Linked DNA regions of Mus musculus: regions 1, 2 and 4 are each linked to region 3. The links are chromatin contacts, called in public Hi-C and promoter capture Hi-C maps. All regions are on one chromosome and are shown on one strand. The core of a region is the stretch at or near the end of the contact, and the rest is flanking DNA. Distances in the headings are between cores, read along the strand shown.

Region 1 (3,327 bases), core at 721-3,220, 1.6 Mb before region 3:
CCCAAAAGGGGCCTTTCCCCCTTGATCACTAATTGAGAAAATGCCTTACAGCTGGATCTCGTGGAGGCACTTCCCCAACTGAAGCTCCTTTCTCTGTGATAACTCCAGCCTGTGTCAAGTTGACACAAAACTAGCCAGTGCAGCCTATAAGCCACTCAAATAAGATTTTCTATAAATATCGTCAGTTCTGTTCCTGTAAGAGCCCTTGCTAAAAACAAAACAAAACAAAACAAAAAACAAAACAAAACAAAACAAAACAAAACAACTTTTGTTTTCAGTTAATGTCTTGCATTAAACTCATACCAATACTTCTGCCCCAGTTTCCTGGGTGTTGGGATTACTAGAGTGAGCTATTGTGCCCAGTTTATTTACTTTTATTGTTATGAAACATCTCACTTTTAATGCAGGAATAGTCTTAGTGTCTACCTTTTCCCCCCACCACATAATCCAGTCTTAAGCTTTCTTGCTGGTTTCAGTGTTAGAGAGTTGTGTTTTCTGCTTCAAGCATTCTTTTCTTCATGTGTTCCAGTTCTCCCTACTTAGATCTCAGCATTTTAGGCCAAATTCCAGGAAAAAAAATCAGCTAATAACACCAAAAGCAGCTGCAGATTACACAAGGCATATACTGCTTGCTCCCCGTCTTCATTTTATGGTTGTTCCTCACCAGCTTCCAGAAGCTGGAGAGACTTCTTTTTCTCCTAGGGGAGGTGGGGATTGGCACTTCTTAGGTTTCCAGTTGTTTTTGATATGGGTTCAGATAACTGGGACATTATGTATCCAGTTGAGAAACACATCCGGTGTGCACCTGGGACAAAGGAGCAACACTTTCCATAGGAACATGCTATCAGTGATGGAAGTAAGAACTCTCAACAGAGCAATCTTTTAGCAGGAATGTTGGGAAAACTCAGTTCATTGGCCCCTTTCTACCATGAAATACATTTCCTTCAAAAACAAAAAAACCAAAAAACCACTGAGTTGGTGTTCATGTACCTGAACAGCAGCATGTGAAGCTGCGGATGTGAAGATGGCTAGCTCAGAGGCTGAAGTCACTACTGGGTTTGTTCTCAGGGTTAGGGTTCGTTTTGGGTTAGATGTTCCTCTCCTCTGCTTTCCTCCTTTTCCCTCCCACCCCTTCCTTTCTCTTCCCCTCCTTTCCTTCTCCCACTCCTGCCACAATTTCCTCTCCATTCCCTCCCCTCTTTGAAACTGAGTTTCTTTGTATAACCGTCCTGGAACTCGTTCAGTAGACCAGGATGGATTTGAACTCACAGAGATCCCATTGCCTTTGCCTCCTGAGTGCTAGGATTAAAGGCTTGTACCACCACACCCCTTTGAAGTTAGATGTTTAACCTGCAGCTTTTCTTGGCTTCCTCTCAAGTAATCCTCTCCTAAACCAACCATGTTAATTGCCTTTATTATGAGCGTTCTTCTTTGTGATAACTGTGACACCTTTTTTTGTGGGAACTGAGAGTTGCCCGTGAATTCCCCATCTTTTATTCTTCTGTTTTGTTTTGTTCAAGACAGAGGTTCTCTGTGTAGTCCCTGGCTGTCCCGGAACTCACTCTGTAGACCAGGCTGGCTTAGAACTCAGCAGTCTGCCTGCTTCTGCCTCCCTAGTGCTGGGATTAAAGGTGTGCACCGCCACTGCCTGGCATTTTATTCTTGCCTTCCCTTTCCCTACAGAAGTGTTAATATTAACTTCCTAACTAGACTGTAATCTCCAGCAGGCTAGGGAACCTGCGTGTTGACTGACCTCTTGTCCCTTCAAGCTAAACACAGTAAGTGCACACCCACAGCCTAACTCAGCGCCTGGCACACAGTAGCCAGCAAACAAATGAGTGATAAAGGAGCAGTAGCTACAGGCTAGGATATCTTCCTCTGCACCGCCCCAGGGTGGGAGGCCACCCAGCACCCCCGCGGGCTGAGCGCTCGGGGCACCGCCTTTCCCGTGACGTCATGCGAGGCGGGACTTCCGGCCGCCCAAGTTTAACAGTCCAGGCGGGAGCCGGAAGCGCAGCGAGGAACGGGTGGAGCTGGGCCTCCCCTGTGGCCCCACGCTTGAGAGGTGAGGTTCCGCCTGACAGGGAGGCTCTGTGAGCGCGGTGGCCTTGGGCCGGGGACCCCCGAGGTCAGCCTCTTCGGTCCTGCGTTGGGCGGCAGCGGGCGCGCGCGCGCGCTGGAAAGTGGCCGGGGACCGGGCAGGACAGGACAGGACAGGACCGGGTCGCGGGCCCCGGATTTAAGGGCCAAGCTGCCCCGAGCGGCTCGTCCACCCCGACTCCCGGGTCTGGCTCGCCCGTAGCTGCTGAGCGCAGGCGCCCTGGGCTAGGGGTGCAACTCCCGAGAACTCTTCTTGAGCAGAGAGTGCAGTTGGTCGCTGTCGCTCTTCTTTCCCGGGATCCTCTCCCGGGGACTGATGTCAGAGCCCAGAAGCCAAGCGAAGGGACTGTGAGAGGTCTCCGTGAAGTCAGCCTCACTGAAGCTGTGTGGGTCGCTTAACTCTTCTGAAGAGCCTTGATCCACTCATTGCACCACACTGCACAGTAGGCTCCTTGTGTGGGGTTAGGGTAGCAGCAGCTTGCAGCTGTTTACTGTTCTTCAGAGTTCAACTTTTCTACCCTGTGTTTTTCCATGGGCCGGGGAACAAGGGGCATTGAGTAAGTGTTTTAGTCACCAAATAGAAACATTGTCTACAATTCAACAGGTGACTCTGCAAGTTTTTAGCCTCACCTACTAGGGGTCCCTTCTAACTCAGAACCACCCCACACACTACTGTATCCAAAAATATGCACAACAAATAACTGTTTTAATCCTTTCCATAAACTTTATTTATTTATTTATTTTTCCTCTTGAGACTCAATGATTTCTGCCTTATGCTTTTTAGTTTGTCCTCTGGAACCCAGATATGTATGATGCTTTTGTTGATGATGTGGGGGCGTGTCTTTGACCACTGTTGGCCTTTAACCTTGGTTAAATTCAGCCCCCTATGTCACCAGATGGAATCAATTCAGTGTGTTGTAGCTGCCGTAGCATCCCTTAAAAAAAAAAAAAAAAAAAAAAAGTAGGGCGTGGTGGCGCACACCTTTAATCCCAGCACTCGGGAGGCAGAGGCAGGCGGATTTCTGAGTTCAAGGCCAGCCTGGTCTACAGAGTGAGTTCCAGGACAGGCAGGACTATACAGAGAAATCCTGTCTCAAAAAACCAAAAAAAAAAAAAAAAAAGTAACCACTTTTTATTAGACTTCAAGTATCAATGAAACTGTGTTGACCTATAAAAAGAAACATATTTTGTGTGGCTACCATGGATTAAACACACACACACACACAC
Region 2 (2,921 bases), core at 247-2,746, 1.4 Mb after region 3:
TAGTTTATTTTATAATTTAGATAACCCAAGGGTCATTAAGTTGCTTAAACATTTTTTTCTTTTTTCTTTTTTTTTCTTTTTTCTTTTTTTTTTTTTTTTTTTTTTTTTTGAGACAGGGTTTCTCTGTATAGCCCTGGCTGTCCTGGAACTCACTTGTAGACCAGGCTGGCCTTGAACTCAGAAATCTGCCTGCCTCTGCCTCCCAAGTGCTGGGATTAAAGATGTCCGCCACCACCGCCCGGCTTAGTTTAAACATTTTTTTTAAGATTTATTTATTATTATACATAAGTACACTGTAGCTGACTTCAGATGCACCAGAAGAGGGTATCAGATCTCATTACAGGTGATTGTGAGCCACTATGTGGTTGCTGGGATTTGAACTCAGGACCTTCGGACGAGCAGTCAGTGCTCTTATCCTCTGAGCCGTCTCTCCAGCCCGCTTATATGTTTTTAATGTCATAGTCACAGTTTAAAATTAGAAGGCCACACTCTCATCTCTTTATCTCCTGGAGTTTTAAACACTAGTTAATACGTGTAAAGAAAGTGAAACAGCTTACTCTCTCTTTTTTTTTTTTTTTTTTGTTTTGGTTTTGGTTTTTTTGAGACAGGGTTTCTCTGTGTAGCTAACTTACTCTTAAGCATGGCTGTGTATTCATTTATATCAGATTCATTACCCGAGATTATTTTGTAGCAGAGTCTACATTCCAATCAAAACATTTTGAGAGAGACTCTCTGTATCGTGTATGTCTGGCTGTCCTACGTAAACCAGGCTGGTTTTGAACACCCAGAGAGCCACCTCCCTCTGTCTCCCGAGTGCTGGGATTAAAGGCGTGTACCATTACGCTCAACTCCAAAACTTTTTCTTAACATTATGAAACACAAGCTCTCCGTTGTACAGAAACACCCAGGAACGATATCTAATTCCAGGAGTCAGAGCAGACAAGGAACATGTCAGATGTCAAGAAGTCCTTTGTAGATAGGATACATAAATAAGTAGCGGAGAACAAGCAGGGGGATTCGTTGGGGAATGTGCAAATAAGTTAAAGCACAACGCAGATAACAACACAGCCCATACATAATTTATTGTGACCAAATTCTATAACCTGATGACGAGTGCCAAGAAATGAAGGTGAGGCTGAAGAGACTTCGTATCCAGTTCCACGATGCGTATGGTTTCATACTCAATTCTTCAAGGCTCGGAGTGTCTTAACAACTCTAATCAGATACACGCACACGCAGCCCACCAAAGGGCTCACAAAAAGCTTCCACTCGCCAATGTGCGCAGTAAAGAAAATCAAAAGAAATAAAGTACTTAGCAGTTTCTACTACGGAATGTCGCTGCCACCGAAAATCGATGCATTTGAAAACTGGATACAAGCACAGGAAGGGCTGCTCCGCTGCTCGACTTCTGGCGTACTCCGTTGTCAGGGTAACCGGAAGTTTACGCCACGGCCACGCCCCCATCGACCATAGAGTACCGGAAGAAGCCTGAGCAGAGGAGATTCAAACAGTGGGAAAGCGACTCCGCTGCAGCGTGGTGCGTGCCGAAATGACGACCCTAGTTCTGGATAATGGAGCTTACAACGCCAAAATCGGTTACAGCCATGACAGTGTCTCGTAAGTGGTCGTCGTTCCCGAGGGACAGGACACGTACGCCTTTTAACTTGACAGACTATGCTTTCCGATTTGCGTGATCCACAGACGCCATCGCGCGCCTCCAGCCTCAGTCGGGGGATGCTCAGTTTCGAGCTGGGTTCGTTGGTTGGTTTGATGCTTTGAACTGAAATTGACTTTGATTTTTTGTTTGAGGCCGCGGGGCTGCGGAAGTGAATGTATGTTCCGTTTGGTAACGGGAAATAGGCTTCTCGAGATTGACTGAGGAGACTAAAGTTTATGAAATTTCAGAAATAGTGGGCAACGTTTCGCCTTTAGGGGAACACGATTATAGGTTTTCATCGGATCCTCAAAAGGTTCAATGCCCCCCAACCTCCCAAATAGTAAAACCCACTTCATTAGAGTCCAGGGAGTTTGAAGGCATTGGGGAACCAAGTTGAATAACCTGGTTGGTAAAGTCAGGAACGCTACGGTGGCATCTTAAGATGTGTTTTATAAAATGTATGTTTGAATAAATAGTAGACTTTCACAGTGCTAGAACTGAAATCTAGGACTTTGCGTAGGTAATTAGTACCTTCCCACAGAGCTACACCCCCTGCTGCCTTGCAGCACAGCGTGTAATCCAGGATGACCTTGAATTTAAGATCCTCCTGCCTCCACCTCCTGGTTGCTAGGATTACAGCTGAGGGCCACTACTTCAGAACTCAGTGGGCATTTGACTGAATTTTTTTTTTTTAATGCTATGTTGAACTCTTGCACGGTGGACAAGCACAACATTACTTCTTAGCCCAGCCCATATGACCAGATTCTCATATGACCAGATTCTCACAGCTTTAGTGGTGATGGAAGCCATTTATATATAAGGCTTCCACATAAGTTTTTTTTTTCCTCATTAAGAACTAGGTACATGGGGCTGGAGAAATGGCTAACCCGCTCATTCTGCTCTTCTAGAGGGCCTACGTTCAATTCCCAGCACCTACATGGCCGCTAACAACTGTCTGTAACTCCTCTCTTTCTCTCTCTCTCTCTCTCCCTCTCTCTCTCTCTCTCTCTCTCTCTCTCTCTCTCCCTCTCTCTCTCTCTCTCACATACACACACACACACACACACGGTGCACAGACATACACGCAGGAAAAATACCTGTGCACATAAATACATAAATAAACAGATGCATGTAAATACATATAGAACCAGATTTTCTGTTTTGTTTTTAATGTGCTGGAGAATGAATTATGGGCCTAGGACATGTTAGGAAAGTGCTGTGCTACTGAACTATATAGCCTCCAAGCCCCTGTGGTTCTTTATTG
Region 3 (3,162 bases), core at 515-3,014:
TGGGAGGTGAAGGCAGGAAGATCAGGGGTTCAATGTCACCTTCGGCTATATAGTGAGTTCTAATCTAACCTAGGCTACCTAAGAGCCTTTCTCAAAAAACCAAACCAACCACTCAACCATAGACCCCCCCCCCCAAAAAAAAAAAAAAACAAAAAACTCAAGGACTCAGGGTGTCACCAATAAACTAAGCTGGAAATAAACCTGCATCAAAACTACTCTACCCTGGAGGATATCCAGAGTCTTTTCTGAATTCTATTAGCTCTCTTATTCCACATTTACACTAATATATCACTAATATATGCTTGGTTTCAAAGCTACAAATGTTGAGCGGGATGGCGGTGCCCCCACTACTGCAAATAAAGTGTAAAAATACATGTATATAGCTGGGTTGTATGTGTCATACAGCCAGGTTGTGGTAGTACATGCCTTTAACACCAGTACTAGGGAGGTGGAGGCAGGCAGATCTCTGAGTTCCAGGCCAGCCTGGCCTACAAAGTGAGTTCAAGGACAGCCAGGGCTACACAGAGAAACCCTGTATCAAAAAACTAAAACAACAACAATAAGAAAACACGAATGTTTAGTCTTAAGGGAAAACATATTCTTTACAATGTTACATACAGTTCAACTTGTAATTTAGGAGTAAGACTATATAGTCTTTTATAGCTGTTAAGAACATGCATGTCTGGTGTCTTACAACCATTGGTAACTCCAGCTTCTTGGATTTGACACTCTCTTGCGGGATCCTCGCGCACCTGCACACACGTGCACAAATACACTGACACTCATACACATAAACAAGAATAAATCTTTAAAAAAGGACTATAGTTTTAATGTAGGCACACAGCTCTAAATAGGAGAAAGTCTCATTAGCATTTATCGCTCAGCAACAACGAACTTTTTTTTATTAGGCTGCAGACATTTTAAGAGTGCGATTTTTGGTGGAGGGTGGAGCAAACTCATCCGCAAAGCTACAGAGTGGACGGGAAGTAGTGGTTTTTAGGTATGTGCAAACTTGTGACGTGCAGTAGTAGATGCTTAATAAAGTGTGGGCCGAGTCCTGGGTGACATGTTCCCAGACTTTAGAGGGCAGCGACAGGAGCATGCTACCAGAACATTGTTAAAAGAGCGTATTCAAGCGAGAGTGGGTTGGCTCGAGGTGCTAGGCGCCCACGCGAGGCCCGACCCACGGCCTGCAGCATCGCACACTTACCAGGCCAGGCCCAGGGTCATCGCCAGAGACAGCAGGCTGAGCCCAGTGCGGGGGTCCGCCCAGCCCGCGTCCCCCCGCGCCTCGGGGTTTTTCCTGCCATCACTCCGCTTCTCGGGCTCAGGAGCAGCCACTTTGGGCCCCGGCTTCTTTCGGCTCTTCACTTCGGACATGTCTGGATCCCTGAAGATCTTGAAGCCAGGATGGCTTTGGAGGGGGGCCGTGGGACGTGGCTGCAGAGCAGCTTCGGAAGGCCACGCCCACCAAGGCTGTGCCCCGCCCTCAAGCGGCTGGCCCCGCCTCTGGATTCCGCTACCCGACTGAGTCTGCGGGAGACCCAAGCTCGCGGGTGCGCGCAGGTTGCGGAGAGGCGCGTAGAGGGGGCGGGGCCGAGAGTGCCACGTCTAGCTGGGCGCGAGCCCGCGGCTTAGCCCCACCCCACCGCGCATGCGAGAACGCTCAACCAGGGCTTGCGGTCACGCGCCGGGCGGGGCGCGCGCGCGCGGCCGCGGCGGCGGGCCCTGGGCGAGTGAATTTGCGTGCCCGGGCGCGCGCTGTGTGGACTGGGCGGGCCCAGCGGTGTTTGAGTGCTCCGCGGTCCTGAGGCAGAGACCAGGAGGCAGCTAGAGGAGCAGACGTCTCACTCCGCTCGCGGAAGGGTGTGAGAGGGGTGTGTGGGGGTCGGCAGCGAGGGGTGTGTGCCATCAGCCACCGGCGACGATCTGAGACAGTCGCAGCGGCTTTCCGAGCGGCGTCCGCTTCCCGCCCGGGCAGCTCCCGCCAGAGGGGTGAAGCGGCGACTGGAGTGGCCGTGCTTTTGTGCCCTGGGTCCCGGTACCCTCCCCTGGTGCGGCCCGAGGCAAGCCCACCGAGGTGACCACCCCTCGACGCCGCTTGGAGATCCCGGGCATCCACCCTGCGCCCCGAGCAGCTGATACCCAGGGAGGTGTCAGGACCTGCCCGGGGCGCGGGGTCGCCGGAAGCCAGGCGGGAGCCCCGGCTGCTTTCTGGCAATCTAGTCTCATAAGTGACCCTCCCTGGGCTGCTTTCTTTCGATTATCATCAGTGACCCTCCCCCGGCTGCTCTTCCCAGCACAACTCCGGTGCAAAGGCTTGGGTAAGTTTACTGCCTCGGTCTCACCTCCCCAAGCTCCTCTGGGCAGGCTCTTTGCAAGTTCTGTTGTAGCTCCCAGGGACTGAAAGATCAGGGGACGCGGGATGTTTGGTAATCATCCTCCTGCTCTTGTACCAGGAAGAGAAATTATCTAAGGAGGAAGTAGACCACTATTACTGTTTTCCTGGATAGACTTAGCCTTTATATTGTGGTCTGTATCTCGGACCAGTTTTGGCTTTCTGTTTTGTTGTGGCCACAAAGAGGTTGTGGCCCTGGGAATTTGCCCATAGTATTCCAGTTTGTGTAAAGTTTGAAAAAAGTTGTTTAAAATTTATATAATTTATGGCTGGGCATGGTGGTGCACGCCTTTAATCCTAGCACTCGGGAGGCAGAGGCAGGTGGATTTCTGAGTTCGAGGCCAGTCTGGTCTACAAAGTGAGTTCCAGGACAGCCAGGGCTATACAGAGAAACCCTGTCTCGAAAAACCAAAAAAAAAAAAAAAAAAAAAAAAAAAAAAAAACCAAAACAAAAAAAATATTATATATATATATATAATTTATGTATATGAGTTCAGTAAGGCTAGAGAAAATTGGAACTTAGTTGTCAAAGTGTTTTTTGTTTTTGTTTTTTTTTTTTTTTTTGGAGACAGGGTTTCTCTGTGTAGCCCTGGCTGTTCTGGAACTCACTCTGTAGACCAGGCTGGCCTTGAACTCAGAAATCCACCTGCCTCTGACTCCCAAGTGCTGGGATTAAAGGTGTGCTCCACCACTGCCCGGTAGAGTATTTGGTTTTTGCTTAATTATTGGACATAACCAAAAATCTTTTCATAACGGGGTTTCTC
Region 4 (2,977 bases), core at 139-2,638, 2.0 Mb before region 3:
TAGGTGCTGCCTCTTGGATGGAGAACTGGGCCCTGACAGAGAGGTCCCTGCTCTTGTGTGTCACTGGAAGATTCTTTAGCCATAATTACCTGCTCCAATAAGTGATTTCCCCTGTGATCTTCCTTCCAAGAATATTAAGGTACAGTGCATAGGACAGAGAAGACCAACCTTACAAATTAGTACAGATGCTTGAAAGAAATGGGCTTGGAGCTGGAAGAGATAAGGCTGTGGCCCAGTGAGCTTCTTTACTATTCAGTGGATACCAAGGTCACCGTCTATATTTTGCATGTGAAAGAATTGGTAGTCGTTTTCAGTGTTTAAAGACCTTGTTTTTGAAGCCAACCTCTCTATCTCTGGTTCTTCAATATTTCTTTGGGCTTGCATAATTTGTAAGGAAAAGTATGTCCGCTAGCTGAAATTCAAATCCCAAATTAATAAATTTGACTCATTGTGGCCCATGAGATGCAAGAAAAGAACATTTTTTAGTGTTAAGCATTTCCTCTGAGACCTACAGTTTGTCCATCAGAGAGAAAAAAAAAATCTCCCATCTCCCCGTTTAAAAACAAAAAGTATTTGGAGAGTTAACACTTCAAACCATTTAGCATATATTAATGTCAAGGAGTTAAAGTTGAGCAAAAGGCATATTGATTTAGAACACCGTGACATTTAGGATAAGGCTGAAGTGGCAGTAACTCATGATCATTACTCACAAACTCAAACTGCAGCGGGAAGAGAACATAGCCACACAAGGTGCTTGTCTTAACCAGATTGTCAGGGAGTTCCCTAATTTCGGTTTGGGAATTCAGCTTCAGTGCTTTCTCTTGGGGGCATCACCAGGACGGCAGATTTCTTATGATCACTGGCTTTGCAGCACATAATTAGGACTTGTCCCCTGATTCTCAGTTATCCTCTGAGTTTGGTCAAAGTCAAGCTATGTTCCCCTAAGCTGTGAAACCGAGGAGATAGGATAGAAGCTGAGGTATGAAGTCATGACGATTAATGAGACAGGTAATGTCTCAAAATGCTTGGAATAATGCCCAATACATCTTAATGATTGTAACCATGGATATTAGTAGGTGGTCCAAATAGGGAAAACATTGTATGAATTTTTGATGGTAATTTTCTTTATTGGTTCTTTGCTTTAAAGCCCTCTCTCAAGCGGCGTTGGATGTGAATGTCCGTAATCCCAGCACTCAAGACACTGAGGCTGGAGGATAGTGAGTTTGAGGCCAGAGTGGGTTACACACATAGCCAGCCATTCAGAGCATCCTGCCTTTCCAGGCTGTTTGTACTTTCCTCACCCTCTAGGGGCCGCTGTGCTTCCGGAGAGCGTGCAGGTGGCTTGGTTGCCGGGAGATCGTTGCTTGGCAACCGCTTGTCCACCAGCCTCTAGCCTGCTGAACTCTGATAGACATGGCGTCCTCCAGAAGCTCCTCCAGTTCTTCTGAGGAGTCCCCAGACTCTGAGACATCGGTGTCGCCGGTGCATCTGCCCCCAACGCCGCCGCCGACCTCTACCGCGGTTCTCAAGTCGCCCAGCGAGTCCAAGTCGAGTTCGACCGACCCGCCGCAATGTACCCACTCCGAGGACTCGCTGCCCTCTGCCGCCTTCTACGGGCCCCTGGACAGTAAAAACCCACTCCTGGCCTCTTGCGAGAAGGAGATCCGGGAGCTGTTGGGCTTTATGAAGAAGAAGAAGGCTCTAGCCACCTCAATGGAACAGAAGTACGAATTCCATCGGAGGTGGTAAGCTGAGGCAGGGTGCTGGGGAGGGCGCCTGGAGATGCCATTGGAGGACCACGACAGGGGTGGGGCCCTGGAGACAAGCTGAGCTGTAGCCACTCCCAGCTCTTACAGCCCTTAGCTCCCCCTACACGTTTCATGTCTTCCTTCTCAGGTCAAAATAAAAATCTGCACAGAAGTATTTCCTAACACTGGGTTTGGTCTCAGCGTTCTCATGGCCTCTCTTGGCTCACTCATGGGTCGCAAAACAGGACAAAAGTAGACTTAAGACCAACTCTGAGGCAGTTGCTCAGGTCCTTGAATTTAGGTCTCAACCAAGTCTGTCATATTGTGAACATGTACATTTTATTCTCTTTATATTCCGTTGGGATTACAGAAACTTCTTTTCCCCTTGACTTGGTGGCTCTTTGTGAGCGTCTGATTGGGTTTTTTGTTTGTTTTTCCAACTTATTTCTGTGAACTGAAAACTACCAGTTTCTAAGATTTGGTTTTGTTCATGTTGCCATCTTTTTTCTGGTCTAATGCTTTCCAAAATGAGTAGTTTCAAGACATAGGGAAGCAGCGAAGAATACCAGACAGGCAAATAACTTTTTTTTTTCTGGTGAGTATTTTAAACTTACATGTTTTGGTCATGCATTTAATCTGATTACACATTTTTAACTTACATTTATAATTCAACCAAACATCTTAATGATTTGTTGAGTAGACATATTTTTGACAGGTACTTTTCTCAAAACTAGGAAGGCATCAAGTTAACAATAAACCCCTCTCCCCCAAATCATATATTTCTGTGAGTATAGTCTTGTACTAAACAAACATGGGGCACAGCATTCCCACCATCCCTTTATCTACTCCCCCCACCCCAAGTTTCACTTACCTGTGGTCAAAGGCTATGCAAATCTTAAATGGAAAATTCCAGAAACAAACAATTGGCGTTGTTTATAGTCCCTTCTGAGCAGTCTGACAAAATCTTGCTCTGCACTGTTCTGACCCACCCAGGGTTTGAATTCACCCCTTTGTCCAGCACACTGACACTGTAGGCTTCGTCGGTCCATTTGTTAGTTAGCCATCTTGATTATCAGATCGACTGTCATAGAAACTCAGGATTTGTGCTAACATGACCCGTATTTTGCTTAATAATAATTATGAAGCACAAGAATAATGATGCTAGGGATGCAGATGGACCAAGGAGAAAGTGTAAATTCCTTCTATACATGGGAAAAATGTTTCAATAA

What was found. Promoter capture Hi-C pulls out the DNA fragments that hold promoters and counts their contacts. Hi-C and Micro-C count contacts between places; a contact is called where the count stands out from the background. Capture Hi-C pulls out chosen DNA fragments and counts their contacts.
Region 1: a contact with region 3 is called in a promoter capture Hi-C map of adipose tissue, with 4 times the contacts expected there. The contact joins the promoter of Nedd1 here to the promoter of Apaf1 in region 3. A contact is called at or near these places in 2 of 39 promoter capture datasets (both in liver), 2 of 484 Hi-C or Micro-C datasets (CD4 T cells and uterus) and 1 of 9 other capture datasets (adipose tissue).
Region 2: a promoter capture Hi-C map of liver shows a contact between it and region 3, with 5 times the contacts expected there. The contact joins the promoter of Actr6 here to the promoter of Apaf1 in region 3. A contact is called at or near these places in 7 of 39 promoter capture datasets (cranial neural crest, embryonic stem cells, hippocampal neurons and 4 more), 2 of 484 Hi-C or Micro-C datasets (B cells and muscle stem cells), 8 of 115 datasets of contacts at active chromatin or transcription factors (astrocytes, bone marrow-derived dendritic cells, embryonic stem cells and 3 more) and 2 of 9 other capture datasets (liver and macrophages).
Region 4: a contact with region 3 is called in a Hi-C map of B cells, with 6 read pairs. The contact joins the promoter of Cfap54 here to the promoter of Apaf1 in region 3. A contact is called at or near these places in 2 of 39 promoter capture datasets (hippocampal neurons and pre-B cells), 1 of 484 Hi-C or Micro-C datasets (B cells), 2 of 115 datasets of contacts at active chromatin or transcription factors (astrocytes and large pre-B cells) and 1 of 9 other capture datasets (liver).

What each region holds. Positions count from the first base shown.
Region 1 is chr10:92,721,061-92,724,387 of GRCm38.p6, reverse strand. It overlaps Nedd1 (neural precursor cell expressed, developmentally down-regulated gene 1), which reads left to right and starts at 1,970. Exons shown (of 15, transcript NM_008682.2): 1 at 1,970-2,065.
Region 2 is chr10:89,730,870-89,733,790 of GRCm38.p6, reverse strand. Actr6 (ARP6 actin-related protein 6) reads left to right here and starts at 1,496. Exons shown (of 11, transcript NM_025914.3): 1 at 1,496-1,617. The coding sequence starts at 1,550.
Region 3 is chr10:91,081,345-91,084,506 of GRCm38.p6, reverse strand. Apaf1 (apoptotic peptidase activating factor 1) reads left to right here and starts at 1,764. Exons shown (of 27, transcript NM_009684.2): 1 at 1,764-2,324. Ikbip (IKBKB interacting protein) reads right to left here and starts at 1,468. Exons shown (of 3, transcript NM_026166.2): 1 at 1,211-1,468. The coding sequence starts at 1,380.
Region 4 is chr10:93,080,033-93,083,009 of GRCm38.p6, reverse strand. Cfap54 (cilia and flagella associated protein 54) reads left to right here and starts at 1,388. Exons shown (of 68, transcript NM_001347060.2): 1 at 1,388-1,745. The coding sequence starts at 1,414.